2 separate regions of the Anas platyrhynchos genome follow, and region 2 is linked to region 1. The links are chromatin contacts, called in public Hi-C maps. All regions are on one chromosome and are shown on one strand. The core of a region is the stretch at or near the end of the contact, and the rest is flanking DNA. Distances in the headings are between cores, read along the strand shown. Region 1 holds the start of STAT4 (signal transducer and activator of transcription 4). Region 2 holds the start of TSSK6 (testis specific serine kinase 6).

The links. A called contact is a pair of places that touch in the nucleus more often than the background predicts.
Region 2: a contact with region 1 is called in a Hi-C map of F1 follicle, with 3 times the contacts expected there. The contact joins the promoter of TSSK6 here to the promoter of STAT4 in region 1. A contact is called at or near these places in 4 of 8 Hi-C or Micro-C datasets (F1 follicle, liver, skeletal muscle and 1 more).

What each region holds. Positions count from the first base shown.
Region 1 is chr7:36,323,227-36,326,208 of IASCAAS_PekinDuck_T2T, forward strand. STAT4 (signal transducer and activator of transcription 4) reads right to left here and starts at 1,380. Exons shown (of 24, transcript XM_072040507.1): 1 at 1,036-1,380. LOC119717429 (a long non-coding RNA gene) reads left to right here and starts at 2,499. Exons shown (of 2, transcript XR_005266939.2): 1 at 2,499-2,804.
Region 2 is chr7:36,451,591-36,454,414 of IASCAAS_PekinDuck_T2T, forward strand. TSSK6 (testis specific serine kinase 6) reads right to left here and starts at 1,292. Exons shown (of 1, transcript XM_038182391.2): 1 at 1-1,292. The coding sequence starts at 1,123. The coding sequence ends at 290. It overlaps LOC106018973 (a long non-coding RNA gene), which reads left to right. Exons shown (of 7, transcript XR_011810496.1): 3 at 2,604-2,748.

The DNA of each region.
Region 1 (2,982 bases), core at 130-2,629:
GCCGCTTGAGGAGCTGGGTGCCCCGCTTACCCCTGGTGGTGGGGACCCCCAGGCCCGTGAGCCTGCTACTGGCCCAGCCGGGGGGCAAGAGCCCCCCGGAGTGAAGTAAAAGGCACCCCTCCATTCGCTGCCTTCAGCACCCCGCATCCCCCGGGCACGAGGCCTTTTGAAGATGTGCTTGGGGTGGATGGACAGCGGGACAGACGACCAGACAGAGCCCCCCCCCAGGATGCCCCCACTTGCCTGTGCGAGCGCTCCCCAGCCGAGCCCTGCTGCAGGCGGCGTCCCCAGGCGTGTCTGCCGCCTTGCCCCGTGCTTTATGCCGCCCCAGCCCCGTCCCGGCAGCTTTTCCTGTGCGTCAGCTGCGCCCTCGCCGCCCCGGGGAGCGGGACGGGAGCGAGAGTCGTGTCTGGGCTACGAAACACGGCGAGCAGCGTGGCCACGCAGCAGTCACCGCGCCGCGCTGGGTCAGCTGGCGTGACACGGCTCTGGCACTTAGGAAATGGCCAGAAGGAGGTTATTGAGCCAAAAATTTAAAAAAATCTCCAGTTTATACTGTGGCGCCCGAGCCTGTGTGGAAGGCAGAGGGCTGCGGCCTGTCGCGCTCCCAGGGAGCCAGGCTGCTCCCTCTCCACCGGGATCAGGGGGCCAGCAGCTTTCTGGCACGGGAGCTTCGCTAGCCAGCTTTTGCAATTAGCGCTCGTGAAAAGGCTGAGGACAGCCCTGAGAGGAGTTTGGAGGAACAGCGTGGAAATGCTACGTGCTGCCACTTCCTGCAGCGGCTGCCCGCGCTGCTCGTTTCAGGCAGCGCCTCAGATAAAAGGCTCGGTCCCTGTCCTAAAGGGTTAACAGCCTGACACCATCCGGATCAGTAAATATTATTATGACAGGGTTATGACAACAGGCATGCTCCGAGTATTATTTTTTCTCTAAATACATTATTGGAAAATGGATCTCTGTAACGTCAGGTGCATCGTTGCTAAAACCAAAGCAAATGGCAAATGCTAAATTAGGACAATTTCAAATCTGTCTTACCTCAGCACAGAGCTTGAATGGTAGGATCGAGTCTTTGATGTCACACAAAGCAGCTGCAGTCTGCCCTAAAGAGGCTTCCTTTGGGCAATTATTATTTTATTTGTAACATCGTGTGTTACCAGAAACCCCAGTCACGAGCAAGGCTTCTCCGTGCCAAGCTGTACAAGCAGCGAACAAAAGGCGTGCTCTCGGGAAGTGCCAGTGAGCTGCTGGAGCAGTGTTAGGCGCTGGGCTGGAGGAACATGAAACCTCGTGCAAGTGAGAAAGCCAGGTGCGGGAGATGTAGTTAAAAGGAAGGTGCGTGTCACTGCTGATGTGTAATTACATTTTCCAGACAGAGCAGAGGGAGAATTGAAAGTGATGTGAGACTCTCTGATACATAGGTAACTTCCAGATCTGCTGGTAGACGTCATCTTCACCATACATGTGCTTGAAATGAGATCAGGCTTTTTTTTTAATAGCATTTAGATTTTTTTTCATGTGCATTTTTATTTTGAGAGCCAGGATCATAACAGACCTCTGCAAAATCCTGATTTATAGAAGTGTGCACTTCTGCAGTCTCTGTATTTAATGTCCTTTCGTCTTGTACTGTTGCATATTTGTCCATTACCTTTTTCAAGTGAGATGAAGCTATAACGTACTGGAGCGTTTTCTTTAGGATTTTATTAAATAATCAGTGTACAAAACCACATTAGCATTTTCAGTTTGACAGTTTGACTTGCTCAGACCCAAATGTGTCACACAGAGAGGAGGAGATACAGCAGCACTTTACCTGTGCTCCTGTTTTTTTGCTCATGGACATCCCAGCGTCTAATTCAGAGTACACACATTCACGCACGTGTTATAATCCTCTTTCTGTGAGACTGCATACTGCCCTTTTGCATACGTGATGAATGATCTGAGGGATCTACTGGCATTTTCTCAGATTTGTTTCTCTACCATTTGGGAAATCTTCATAGTTTTCTAAGGTGACTGATTTTTACGTGGTTTATGGTGTACCAGTAGGCTCGTGTAGGTGCAACACTGGGACACTCAGCAATGTGAGGACCGCCCAGGAAATAACATTTATTAGTAATTTAATTTCAGGCTGTCAGTAGGGGGAACTATTGCACCACACTTTTTCTTTATCCTTTAAATAAATATTGATAGCTATTTATTTTCCTTTTGGATTAAGTACTTATTTTCTAAGCATCCTTTCAGAACTGATATCCATAATGGTCAGAAGACAGGTAGCTCATGCCATCGCAGTAAATAAAAGAGTAACAGGGATCCAGTCCCTCTGATTTTTGCTTGGCCCTCTCCACTAACCTAGAAAAGCAGCTTTATGATGGAGCGGTTGCTATTACGATAACGTTGTGCTGCTTGCTATCTGGTGCTAGCATCTATTCAGGTTTGCTTCAAGAGCCGGTGAGAAAAAGAATCAGGTAAGTGTCATTCCCCAAAACTAGGGTAATGAGAGGCTGCTCCTCACCTGAGGTTTGGAGAGATCGGTGTCCGGGAAGAGGGGTCCTCCATCCCTGCCCCGCTCTGTGGCACATGCTATGGGGAAGGCAGGATGATGGCCAAAATGGGGACAGCTGTGGGGCCAGCCAGGCAGGTGTGGAGCAGAGGGCAGAGGTAAAAAGCCTGGGGCAGCCCTGGGGTGAGAGGGAGTTTCTTGAGGGACATCCAGGCACAACAGCGTGGTGAGGCTGCAGCCCTCAGCTGGAGGTGGCTAGGAGCATGGGTGGGAACTGGCCAGCGAAAGGTTCAAGCCCTCATTGAGTGTGGTAGGTCAAATTTAATCATTGCTGCACAAGGTTTTGTTCCCCTTGGTTGGTGTTTTAGCACCAGTAAAAGTAGGCGAGTAAGAAGCAAGCGTCTAAATTGTGTGGGCTATTGAAAGGGAAGAAAAAGTCTCAAGCAATGGAGAAGTAATCCTGGACATGGTAATCTTCTAATCAAAAG
Region 2 (2,824 bases), core at 42-2,541, 130 kb after region 1:
CCCGGAGGTGCTCTGGGGTGAGCAGCCTGGCGGTTTGCTCTTAGCCCTTGCTCACCACGGTCAGCGTGGCTTGAAGCCTGACGTGCAGTGGGCTCATTTGTCCCCTTTGTGAAGGGGCACGGCCGCCTTCTTGATGCCACCACCACCACCTGAACCACCAGGCGGCCTCGCCAACGCATCGAGCTCAATCCCGCCCACAGCCCGCAGCTGGAAACAATCAATTAACACCTATTTTTTCCTCTACAGCATTGATTGTGCCAAGGTGTGAGCGCCCTGAGGGTCTCCTCCCTCAGATGTCCCCCTTCAGCCAGCTGTTCTTGGCCACCTGCCCCACGCCGGGCCGCGCGGCCGGGCTGAAGCGCAGCAGCTGGGCGATGAGGGCTCGGCAGGGCTCCGGCAGCGGGGGCTGCCCCTCCGGGTACAGCACCCCCTGCTTCTGCTGCTGGGGCATGCTGCGGATGTGCGTGTCGTTGAAGGGCATGTAGCCGGTCACCATCACGAAGAGCATCACCCCCAAGCTCCACACGTCGTACTTCTTGGCGTCGTAGGGGATGCCCAGCAGCACCTCGGGGGACGCGTAGGCTGCCGAGCCGCAGAAGGTGGTGCTCAGCTCCGGGAAGGTGCCGGCCTCCTTGCTGAACCCGAAATCGGTCAGCTTGGCCCGGCGGCCGTCGGCAGCCAGCAGCACGTTCTCGCACTTGAGGTCCCGGTGCACCAGGTTGCGGTCGTGCAGGTAGCGCACGGCCCCCACCACCTGGGCGAAGATGTCGCGGGCCTCGGGGACGCAGGGCAGCTTCCCCCGCTGCTGCACCAGCTCCAGCAGGTCGGTGGCCGCCGCCTCCATCACGATGTAGAGCTTGCCGTTGCACACCTCGATCAGCTCGAAGATGCGCACGATGTTGGGGTGCCGGATCCTGCGCAGGATGGAGAGCTCCCGCGGCAGGAACTTGTAGACGAAGGCCGGGGGGGCTCGGCGCCGGTCCACCACCTTGACGGCCAAGGGGACCTTGTACTTGCTGGAGGTGACCTCTTTCACCTTGGAGAAGCTGCCCTCGCCCAGGGTCTGGCCCAGCTTGTAGCCCAGCTCGCAGAGCAGCCTCTCGCCCGCGTCGGTTTTCGGCATGTCAAGCGATCCCGGCGGGCCTCACCACAGCGGGCCTTCTGCTCCAGGGCTCGAGGACTTCAACGCATGGCGCGTGGCACTCGGTGGCCTTCACTCTCCCCCCATGGCCCCACAGCTGCCACCGCGGGCCTCGGGGCTCACCCGGGCATTGTGATGGGGCGGAGAACTGTGGGGCACAGCCTTTGTGAGACGGGAGGCGTCTGCTGCTGCCCACCACGGCTGCCCTGGGCATGTCCATGCACACACGGGGAGGGCTCTCACTGCCAAATACGTATTATTTTATATATTTATTTACATAGGTGTTTTTAAAACCATTTTTCTCCTCTTCATTTGCGTTTTCAAGAGAATTATCCGATGATGAGCTGAAACGTTGCCTTTCTGGCTAGAAAAAGGAGCCCAGGACCACAAAACATCCGCAGTCCCGGATGCTGTTTTTAAGTTTTGAATATATATTTTGCTTAAATGGGTGCTAACGAGGGGTGAGACTCAACCAAAGGCTGAGAAAAGGCTTCTCGTGAGCCCAGCTTGTCAGCCTTGCGAGGTCACTTGAGATGAAAGCAGTGGAGCCGCGCACACACAGCTGCACACGTGCTGTGGGGCTGCTTTGCCCTGGCTCCCAGGGGCAGCGATCACGATGCTGAGTGTTATCTGCTGAATATAGAACTGAATGAATGAAATTGGGTATTTTTATAAGGGAAAATGCTTACACCGGGCCTTCCTTCCCTTCTTACTACCAGAACATCTCAGGAAAATTCAGCTGCCCGCGATCTGCTGGCCAGGAGGGCGTGTGTGTAGCTACAGGGGTCTGGCTGATGCTTGGTGTGGCTCCTGAAACAGGAGATGGAGCTCAAGCCATGTGCGTGTCCCCAAAGCTTGTAGATCAAATCCTTGTTTACGGGAAACCTCTTTGAAGCCCCCTGTAATAACAGGAGACGTTGTCTAAAGCGGGGTGGGAAAACTGAAGAGGCAATGAGTGATGCTGAAAGGGGAAGGGGTAATTTTGTGGCCAAGCTCGGCTGAGGGAGACAAATGCAGGCTCAGAAATGATTCAAGGAGTCCTCCCCTAACAGGGGGACGGGAGAGCGAGCCCAGGTGGGCACGGGGAAGCAGCAAGTCCTGCAGCAAATACTGCAGCAAACGCTCCCCCTCCTGTACGCTGCGGGCTAAGCCGGGAGGAGCTGGGCTGGTTTGCAGCCATGCAGGCGCTGCTGCCCGGCCCTCTTCTCAGCCTGCTCCGCAGCTCGCAGCACGGCCGGGGACTTTTGGGAAGGAGCTCCAGAGAAAGGCAGCCACAGGAACGAAGGAGGGGTTTCGTGTCTGCAGGATGCTGCCGGGCAGAGGAGGAGGAAAGACACTTGGGCTCCTTGTGCTGTGCTGTGCGTAGGTTACTGGGAAGTGGATTTTTGCCTTGTTAGCTGCTGGCTCAACGTTTATTGGTAGAAAAACATAAAATTCTCTTTTCCTTCCAATCCCTCCACAGCAGGTCCTGCTGCCCGTGGTACCCGGCTCACAGTGGCGCGTTTCAGACGGGTGCCTGAGAAGGAAGCTGAGCCCCTGGGCTTTCAGATGCTTATTTTCACGAAGATTTCCAAATTAACCTCGTGTGGGGCCTGAGCGCTCTGCAGGTACGCAGCGTGGAGCACCTCGCCTCGGAGGGCTCCAAATTCTGCCCCCAAAACGTTCCCACTCCTCGCAGGTGCA